Linked DNA regions of Rattus norvegicus: region 1 is linked to region 2. A link is a contact called in public Hi-C data. All regions are on one chromosome and are shown on one strand. Each heading gives the region's core, a stretch centred on a gene start, on an enhancer-like site or on the middle of the called end of the contact. The rest is flanking DNA. Distances are from core to core; before and after follow the strand shown.

The links. Hi-C and Micro-C count contacts between places; a contact is called where the count stands out from the background.
Region 1: a Hi-C map of kidney shows a contact between it and region 2, with 2.3 times the contacts expected there. The contact joins the enhancer-like site here to the promoter of Dcaf12 in region 2. A contact is called at or near these places in 4 of 12 Hi-C or Micro-C datasets (frontal cortex, kidney, liver and 1 more).

The regions. Positions count from the first base shown.
Region 1 is chr5:61,354,202-61,359,541 of GRCr8, forward strand. Ubap1 (ubiquitin-associated protein 1) reads left to right here. Exons shown (of 7, transcript NM_001012190.1): 5 at 540-722; 6 at 1,429-1,530; 7 at 1,816-2,876. The coding sequence ends at 1,956. Kif24 (kinesin family member 24) reads right to left here. Exons shown (of 12, transcript XM_039111402.2): 12 at 2,877-4,880. The coding sequence ends at 4,740. Among named protein-coding and RNA genes, the nearest start is that of Ubap1, 40 kb to the left of the region's middle. Within about 2 kb of position 2,375, at least 36 of the 93 cell types and tissues checked have an H3K27ac peak or open chromatin away from gene starts, as enhancers often do. A contact at or near this core is called in kidney, where this site is marked.
Region 2 is chr5:61,273,599-61,278,426 of GRCr8, forward strand. It overlaps Dcaf12 (DDB1 and CUL4 associated factor 12), which reads right to left and starts at 2,569. Exons shown (of 9, transcript NM_001427703.1): 1 at 2,231-2,569; 2 at 965-1,219. The coding sequence starts at 2,308. LOC134486930 (a long non-coding RNA gene) reads left to right here and starts at 4,589. Exons shown (of 4, transcript XR_010066505.1): 1 at 4,589-4,670.

The sequences.
Region 1 (5,340 bases), core at 1,125-3,624, 80 kb after region 2:
CAGGGAGCAAGCTGCTAGTAGCCATGCAGTAGACTGCCTAGAAGTCCAGCCTAGTGTGGCTAATACTCCTTCCACCTTAGCTGCAGAGGACTGCAGTATTAGCAGGGAATGAGGCAGAGCTGTGATGTAGGGCAAAGGTAAGTACCCTCAGAATCCTGAGGCCCTGAGCTAGCAGTGCCTGGGAAGTCCAGACCAGTGAGAGGCAGGAGTGAGACAAGGATAGTCAGTTACATGGTGTCAAAAATCTCGGTGGCTGAATCTTAAGGGCTGAGATAGTTAAGGGCTAATGAAATGACAGAGAAATCGGCCCAGCCCTCCAATGTTAATTCTGTAGGCAGGTTCAAACGGGTTAGAGCGTGGAACAGCATGTGATGACTGAGTGTGCACAGCCTGTGGATGCGGGCTCCAAGGGCTGCAGCTATTTCCCAGCTTTTCTCCTTGGCTGGCACTTGGTACCTCTCTCCGTCCCTACCCACAATGCCTGGACAGCAACCTGGGCCTCAACTCCTCTTACTTTAATCTTGTTTTTCTATTGTCAGGTTACCCCTCTAAATTTCTCAGTGTCACAAGTGCCCACCATGCCTAGCTGTCCCCAGGCCTATTTGGAACTGCAGGCACTGTCTCCGAGTGAGCGGCAGTGTGTAGAGACAGTAGTTAACATGGGCTACTCATATGATTGTGTCCTGAGAGCCATGAAGAAGAAAGGAGAGAATATTGAGCAGGTGAGGTGCTGGTCTGCAAGGTGTGGGTGGAGCAGCCTGGTGGCCTCAAGTCAGGGTTGTGATCTTGAGGTCCTCGAGTGCCTGCAACTCCAGCCTCCTCCCGTGGGTATGTGGAGATTGGGGTATCCTCAGGGAAGCCAGAAGAGCTCAGCAGTAATCCTTGAGGACTGCTTGGAGAATGTGGAATAGCCAGGGGTGGGCACTGGGGCTGTTGTCCTTTGTCCTCCAGAGGACAGACTGAGTATATGGCTAGATGTCCTAATCTTTACTTCTTTTTGAGATAGGGTCTTGTACAGCTCATGCTGCTCAGAACTGAGGTAGCTGAGGCTGGCATTGGACTCATGGGCCTGAACACTAGCATTACAGGCGTAGTCTACTACTCTCTGTTTACCTCCAGAAACTTTTGTCATGGCTGCACAGGAAGTTTTGAATAGCATACTATTTCTCACATGCACTGTATTTTTCTGAGTTTACATTCTGGGGGTTGAGTCGGCTATGGTACCACCTCCTTTGGGATGTGGCTGCTCATTTCTAGAAGGGTGTGCCGGTTTGTTTACCAAGTAATTACTGAGGTCATGCTGTGCTCAACACATTCAAGGCACAGTCTAGTCCTGATAACGGGGGAGAGACATGGAGCTGACTTCACACAGGTCTAAAACTCAACACAGAGAAGTGACAGTAGGACTCGTCTTGTTTCTTTTCTTAGATTCTCGACTATCTCTTTGCACATGGACAGCTTTGTGAGAAGGGTTTTGACCCTCTTTTAGTGGAAGAGGCTCTGGAAATGCACCAGTGTTCAGAAGAAAAGGTAAGAACCTTTATGCATTCACAGGAACAGAGTTGACTGTCCTGGTGTACTCTGGGGACCCTGCACTACCTGGGGTTGAATCCCAGTGATAGGAAGGGAAAGTTGAGTTGTGCTAAAAGCCAAGCTTTCTGCCTTCCCTTTATCTAGAAAGCATTCTTTAGGGGTTTTAGTACTTTGTCTTGGTGGGCCGGGGCTCTTGAGATCCTTCACCTGCAGTATACGTCTACATTCAGTTAGTCTGTGTGACTGAACTCTTTCTGAAAAAGGTTTTCCTTTATCCCATAGATGATGGAGTTTCTTCAGTTAATGAGCAAATTTAAGGAAATGGGCTTTGAACTGAAAGACATTAAGGAAGTTTTGCTATTACACAACAATGACCAGGACAATGCTCTGGAAGACCTCATGGCCCGGGCTGAAGCCAGCTGAGACCAGGCCCTGCCACGGCCTTGCCACGGCACCACCATTCCCCAAGGAGGCCCTGCACAGCTCACTTGTGGGGAAGACGGGACATGCTTCCAGATTTTCTTTGGGGGTTAGAAGGTCAGATGTGGAGGTGACACTTGCTCTGGGAGCCCAGGCCTGAGCTGGGGCAAAGTAGGAAGACTTGGGCATACATATATGCCCTCTACTGGTTCCTTTGATATTAAACATCTGTATTTTGAGAAGTGTCCTTCCCACTTTGGCCTTTCAGGAAGAATACTTATGTTCTCAGCCAAAACCTAGCCTGGCTACCAAGAGTGGGAAGACAGGAGCAGATTGCTGCTGCTCTGGGGCTAGACGCTGTCCTCTCTGCTGCTTCACTGGCAGACTGGGCTCTAACCCAAGTGGAATGCAACTGAGAGGTTCTTCCGGGGCCCGCCTTCCCCCACACACAGCCCTTAGTGTTACACTGGTTCTGGAATGTCTCTGCGGTACAAAGATGCACTTTTCCTCATGGGGCAAAGTCTGCCTCTTCTGCCAGGCAGTTCCCATGTGCCCCTCTTCAGACTGTTTCTTTTGGCTTAGACCATAATCCTCTGCTGCCCAGGGCATTGGAGCCCCTGTGCTAGGAAGCTGTAAGCAGTTTGAGTAATCATCGGCTCCTTCCCAGCACATTGATGAGGAAACAGGCCACGACTTGTCACTCAGCACTAACCCCCAGTTGTTGAACAGCCTTCTCCAGCCCTGCTTTAGGATGACAAATGAATAACACCTAGGCATAGAAACCAGTCTCTCTGGTTTGTTTGTATTATGTTCTTCAACATTAAAGATTTAAACAACAAAGGATATACTACAGTCTTGAATCTAAAGTAATTTGCTAACTATTTTGATTCTTCAGAGAACTACTAATAAAAATCTAAAAGGTATGCCATGCTGCTTTAACCTCTTTATTTGGACAAATTTTGACTCAGAACAGTGGGTAGATTGGTATCCTTTTCTCACGGAGGGCCTATGGGACCTGGAAGCTCCCATAAGTTTTTTGGCTTACAAATAGAGACCCAAAGAGTTATTTAAACCTGGTCTATAGTGCAGTCTGTGGAAGAAGGGTATGTGCTCTCTTGCCAAAGTAGAGAAGGGGCATACAGGTACCCTTTAAAAGTTGACAAATCCTTTTGCTTGTGAATACTACCAGTCACAGGCAAGGTTACAGTGGTGCTCCTGCAGCTGATAGCTCATCCCTAAAGTTTCTAGTCTTTACCTCTAGTAGAATCCACACACATCCTTTTGGCAGTCTGAGAATGGTCTCTGGGTCTTAGCAATGTGAGAGGCTATACAGCCTAGGAACAGGCTGCCACCTGGTGGTCAATTCAAGCAACTGCCTGTGGCTGGCAGACTGTAGCTTTTCAGCTCTTTTGAATTAGCCTTTGGCTTAATAATACCATTATTTCACTATGTAGTCCAGGTTGTCTTTGAATTTATAGTCCTCATTCTGCCTCAGCATCCCAAATGCTGGGATTACAGATGAACAATGCCACATCTGGCTTATCTTGGCTTTTTAGATGTAACATCCTAAAACCAGAGTTCTCCTTAAATTTCTGTGGCTTAGGCTGTGACACATGAATCTCAGGTTAACTCAGGGAGACCTAATGGACTCTTGGAGGGTCTCTGTTAAAAAGGTGATTCAGTAAAGTGCTTGTGGTGTAAGCATGAGGACTGAGGTTGGATCTCTAGTAACTGTGGAAAGTCGGGACTAGCTTGGTATAATGGTGGCTACATCTTTAATCCTAGCACTTGGGAGGCAGGAGGATCTTTGTGAGTTGGTCTACATAGAGAACAAGGAGAGACAAGAAGGACCCTGGGACTTGTTAGCTAATCAGTCTGAGCAGATCAGCAGTGAGACACTTGTTTCTAAAATAAGGTACCTGATAACATCTGACACCCCACCCCAGCCCCCAGTAATACAGCAAGAACTCATTTGAAAAGTTGTGTGTCTGCTGCTGTGTCAGAAGGTTCAGACTGCTGACTGTAGACTCTGTCCCAAGACACCATAGCAAAGGCCCTTGTGTGCTGCTGGCCTGGGTGCCCTGGAAGATTCAGGCCTAGGCAATGGATTTGCCTGAGATCCTCCAGCCTGACTAATCATTCAGAGGCACTGGGTCATGGACAGGAGCTAGGATCTGCCACAAGGGCTTTGAGGGCTAATAGCCACTGTCCATGGGCTTCTGTCGGCACCCTCAAAGCTGGATTGCAGGGCAGGAAACCGTAAACATAAAGCATACCTCAGACCTCAGTTGCTCTAAAGAAAGATACCAAGAGTTGTTCATTTTATAATCTCCACTCTCTGCTGGGAAGGAGTTTACCTGACTGTCTGCCTGGTACTGGTGCTGTAGTCTTTTAAGTACAGAAAGGCACCATCAGAATAAAGCTACTGGCTCAGTTTGCTCCCTAGCCTCTCACCTCTCATCATTAACATTAAACACCCCTGTCCCACCCTCAAATTTAGGAACATCTACAATGTTATTAGACCAAGTATGTTCCTACAGATACAGGTGGGCAAAGTGACTACTCTGAGCCCCAAACAAAAGGGGACATGAAGGTTTTCAGCCTGGAACTTTGTTACAGATGGCCCTGTAGTTGGAACTGAGATAAGATGAGGTCTGTCCCCGAGTAGTGAGGTCATCCAAGGCCATGTATGGTTAGGGTAACACTAGGGGCACGGCAGGAAGGCCCTGGCAGAGCCTCTTCCAGCCCCAGAGAACACGCACTGTCCATCCAGGATGAGTTTGCCTCTAAGACACCACAGTTCTCTTGGGGGCTGCAGCTGGACCGAGGCTGGTGAGGTAGAGCTGAAGCTGGCTTCTCAGACTTTGGATGCACTTGGACTTCAAAGCCATGATTTCATCCAGCTGGGTCACAAATTCTTCAAAATCCTGAGAAGAAACAACACAACTGGAGCTTTTTCTCTTGATGGCTTTCTGCCAGATCATCTTTTCTCATCTGTTTTTTTGTTTGTTTGTTTTTCATGTTCTTTTCTTAATGTGTATGAATGTTTTGCCTACACACTACACTTACATGCCTGGTGCTACACACAGAATTTAGAAGAGGACATCGGCTCTCCTGAGACTGGAGTTCTAGATGGTTATGAGTCACCATGTGGGTGCTAGGAACCAAACCTGGGACCTCTACAAGAGTAACAAAGTGCTCTTTACAAAATGCTCCTTAGTCCATCTTGAAGGAACATTTCAGAACCCAAGTCCCTCCTCCCCAGGGGAAACCTTAGAAGTTTCAATGGCTTTGGGTGCATTTGAGACAAGTGGAGACTATTCTGGAAAAGGGTGTTTACAGTAGTCATAGGGAGGGACCCCAGAAAACCTTTAGGAAGACAGAATG
Region 2 (4,828 bases), core at 1,319-3,818:
GGAGGAGCCTTGCTAATCATCTCTGCAGCTTCCCGGTTTAAGTATACAATGCAAACACCACATCTACTCTTGACTCTGGCCTTGCTTGTTGTGCTTGTAACCGTAGTGGTTACATAGTTTACTGATAAAGACTTCCCCACCACTCACTTACAAAGGTTACTCTCTTTAAAACTGCTCCCCTAGGCTCATGTCATAATTTTCCTCACAATGCAAATGCTCACACCCTAAAATATACCACACCAGGGCACACATTTCTTGACTCCACTATAAAACTAATCACATCTTTGCATTTTGATTGTTGTGGGACAGGATCTCCAACTACATAGCCCTGTCTGACTTGGAACTTTTAGCAATTCTACTGCCTGGACTCTCAAATGCTACATTTGGATTCTAATGTGTCAAAAAGTATTTGTCTCATCTCTACCTTCGGCCAAGTGCTAAATACTTCTAAATATGTCAAAAGCTGGTACACAGGGATTAGGTTGTCACTAGCATGTACCCTAAATGATGCTCTGACATCAATTTCTGTCCATCCTCTGAAGCCTCTTATCTAAAACACAAGAGCAGCGGTCTACAGAGCCAGGGCTGAAACACTTGGTTCACTTGAAGGGATTGGGAGACTCAGAAGGGAGAAAAGGAGCAGAAAAAGAGGACCAGGCCATTAATGAACAACAACGAACCTCTCCCTGAAGAGCCCAGACCCACATCAGAGTTTATTCTCCCCTCAGCACCTTTGTCCTAACGCTTCTAATTAAATATCTTAATAAATTCCAACTCTGCTTACCAAACCAAAATAAACAATAAATAAACAAATAAATAAATAAAACGGGAAGATAGCAGTGAGAGGTGCTAGAGTAACCTACAGAGTAAGTTCCAGGACACCCATGGCTACACAGAGAAACCCTGTCTCAGACAAGACAAGACAAACATCAGCACAAAGGCAAAGAGTCCTCCTGAAACTTACCGTGTTGCATTTCGTGCCACACACCACTTGTCTATGATTCAACCACTGAGAAGCAAACACTTTATTAAGGGTCCCAAGGTGAAATTCTCTCTCCTTGAGGAGACTGGGAAGTTGTTGTGCCGCATAACCATGTAACACCCGAGAGTAGTTGGTTTCATTCTGTAGCCTGACTTCTCGGTTCTTCAGGTAGTACACTAGGGATCTCTTCACTGGGGGGAGTCTTTTCCTTTTGTGCAGCGAGTGATCCCAGCCAAACTGTGAAAGTCAACATCAGAAATCAGAGGTTTGGCCACTTTTCCTTAAGACAAATAGTCTGACTGTATTATAAAAGAACCACTGTGAATTCGTCCTTCAGGAGTTACATAGATCAAAAATTTAACAGATTTGTAATCCAGAAAGTGGAGCTTAACTCGTCTAGCACTGAAATGAGGTTCTCATAATAAGGTACATCTAGGAAATGGATAAACAGGACGAAAGGTTACCTAGCCTCTTGAGCAAAGTGGCTCAGAAATATACCCAGGTGTCCTTGATCTTAAGGAAATGAAGCCTATATCACCGAACCCACCTGGGCTGCATTTCTACCCAGCCCCTTTCTCCCTCTCCGCTTGTGCACCCCGTAGAGCATAAAGAATATATAGCTCAATGAGCCAGACTGGGGTCTCGGATCTTCCTGGGATGTACAGTCAATGGCCGCTCATCTGACTCCGCGCGACTTGCGGTGCGGTCAGTTTTAGAATTCGAAAAATCAAATACCAACGGGGTAACCTGCGACGGAATCCCAAGTCCGAGAGGCCTTCCTCTCCAAAGGGGGCGGTATAGAGATGACACCTGGTGTTTCTTCCTGGTGTCTAAAGACCCGAAAGGACCAGCACCTAGCTTAGATGATTTCCTTGATTAAGCGACCCTCGGCCCATATTCCTAGTAGCACTGGAAAGTCGACTTCGGTCTCCACCCCAGTAACTTCGGAAGGCCGGTCTTACTTTCGATTCTCCTTGACTTCATTTTCTCCTTCCTCAAGGAACCAGGAGGTTCTGAAGCTCTCTATCCCTAGCTGCAGACTTCCAGCGGAAGGCGTCATTTTGGAGTTTCCTTTTGGCTCCTCACCCTTCCGGCCCGCCTGCACGCCAGTACACTGCAGAAGGACCGGCCACTGCTCTACCGTCCCGGCTCCGGTTCTTGTCCCGCCCTGGTCCCTGGTTCCTATCCCCAGCTGGAATGCCCTACTAAGCCCCTGCTGGGTGATGACCCAGGCCTGTGAGCCCTCACCTGTGGGCCCTGAGCGTCGCTCCCGGCTCCTGGCGAGGCAGGCGCTTTCCGCTTCCTGCTAACTGCTTTCCGGGCCATAGTGGGCAGCGCCGCTGTGGCCCCGCAGCCACATGGGGCGGAGGAGGCAAGGGGCGGCAGGGCGGCGGGTCATGTACCGGGCCCTGGGGCCGCGCGCTTTCGTGCGCCCGGCCCGGAAAATAGTCTGGATCCGGGGCAGCAGACGATCAAAATGAGGCGCGTAAATGGAAGGAGGGAAAATCCGGGTTGGGAAAGGGGAAGGGGTTGGGAAGGGAAAGGGAAGGAAAAGCAGGAACAAGCAGCTTTCCTACCACCAGTTCTGGAAAGGACGGCGAGCGGCGAGAACCAAAACACCCCCTCCCACTCGCCCGCGTCTCGTCACTCCTGCGCAGCCTCACATGCAGCACGTCGCCACGGAGACACCACCTAGACCAGAGGGGCGGGACTTAAGGGCAGCAAGGAGAATTGATGTCCTCGGAGAACTTCCGCTTGCCTCTTGCCTATGGCGGTTTAGCTGTGGCCAAGCTGTGGCCAGAGGAATCCAGCCTTCTGGCGGGGCCTTTCCGACCTCAGCCAGCTCATCCTCTGGCATGCGGAAGTAATGGCGGAGCATGGCTGCCTCGCTGCGGGACCAATCTTGAACCTGTAACCATCATGGCAGGATTAAAGATATTCTAGACACCCTGATTGCCTGATCGCAATCAGATATTAAAACACTGGACTCTAAGAAGTTGAAGAGTCTGAGAGTCTCATGCTGGGAGAAGGAAAAGACAAGGAAGGGCACAAATGCCAGCCAACAAAGGAACTTAACTCCAGGAAAGATATTTCACAGTTGGGAAAACTTGTCAGACTGCCTTTCCAGAGAAACTGGATGAAGCGATGATGGAAGCGACCACACCTTGACAAAGACTGCTTGGTTATGCATAGCTCTTGCCTTTAAGCCTAAACTAAACCACTTGTCAGCCCTGAAGATACACTTGAATAAGAGAATGTCACTAGATGAGTCTTTGTTCTTTCCAATGTGACTGTGTTAACCATCTCCTTAAAGTTATCCCCTTATACTTTGTCTTTTTAGTTGGCCTGTTGAGAATGTGTTAAGGCTACTAGGGCCCAGATGCTGACCCTTATACCTCAGGAAATATTTCTTCTGCAATTAATAGCCTCACATTTAGCACTTTCCTCCCAACTTTCTCACGAACTTATCACTGTGCACAAAAGATTAAACACTGTGAGGGGTCAGAGAACCCCACTTCACACTCCTTTAAGATGGATTCAGGGTAGGAAGGCAGCAGTATGGTCAGACTTTCCCACATCAACGTACCTTACCGGAGCTAATTCAGGCTGCCTCACATACCTGTGGCACAGGTCTCCCACACTTAGGGAGTCCTTAGATTCCATTCTCCACTTCTCTTTTATTCTCTAGCCCCCTATCCATATTTCCATATTAACTCCTGTCCTTTTCCCCCCCTCCTTTTTTTTTGGGGGGGGGACAGGGTTTCAGTGTATCGTCTTGGCTGGTCTGGAACTCACCATGTTATATTATCAGTCTGGCCTCAAAAGTTACAGAGATCCACCTGCCTCTGCCTCTCCAGTGCCGGATTAAAGGTATGGTTCAACCAAGTCTAATAAGTCACTTTCTTTCCATAGAATGTCACCCGTTTCAGATCCTCAAAGTCTGCTGTCAAAGTCACACTGTCCTCGTGCTTCAGGAAACAGACCCAATGCTGTAATTCATGTCATTGCCTGCCTTTCTCTTGGAGCCCAGGTTCGATCTCCATTAAGGAGTCAAATCTTGAACCACAGAAAAGAGAGTGGTCATTTCTGGCATGTCCAGTTTGGACTGGCACTGGTCACCAATCAAAGGGGGTAGGGCTTCGGGATCACCCTTGCCTCCATTTTCTGAAGATCCTGAAGGAATGTGAATGCCAGCTTCCACTTTCCTCAGGCAAAGAAACCCTTGGAGGAACCAGGATGCTCTTGCTTGAGACTGACTGGCCTCAGGCTGTGGTGCCCAGTTACCTGCTGGTCCCTTCAGCTTCAGGCCTCATACCTCCAGGGAACTGTGTTGGCCCATCTGCAGTTCTGCCTACAAGAAGATTTGATTTGTTTTCCAGATTGAAATGATGGCTCCACCATCCCAAATCAGCACTGCAACTAATCCCTAGTACTACCTTGGGAGAGGCAGTCCCATCTTTCCTGATTAGGCCTGTGTCTTCAGAGATAAACACATTGTGAGTGGGCAGGACTGTGGCAGTCTCCTTCTTTGAGTCTGTTCTGGTTCTGTCTTGCCTCACAATGCTCTAGGTGACCCAGGAGCTCAGTGGACAAGAGCCTGGAACCCTCTGAGGATCTCCAGGCTCAGGCTGAGTGGGGCTGGACTGCTGGTGTCTTCAGTTTGTGTCAGGGCATACAGGACTCTGGTGTAGGTTCCTTCTGTATGTTGTCCTGCACACCAACATCCCAGAGTTATCTTCAGATCCACAGGCCAGATCATCATCTCTGTGGGAGTGGGGTAAAGGCCCACTTGGAAGATTGAAAGTTCACAATTGTTTTGTGCTGGGGCCTCAAACTCAAGGCTTT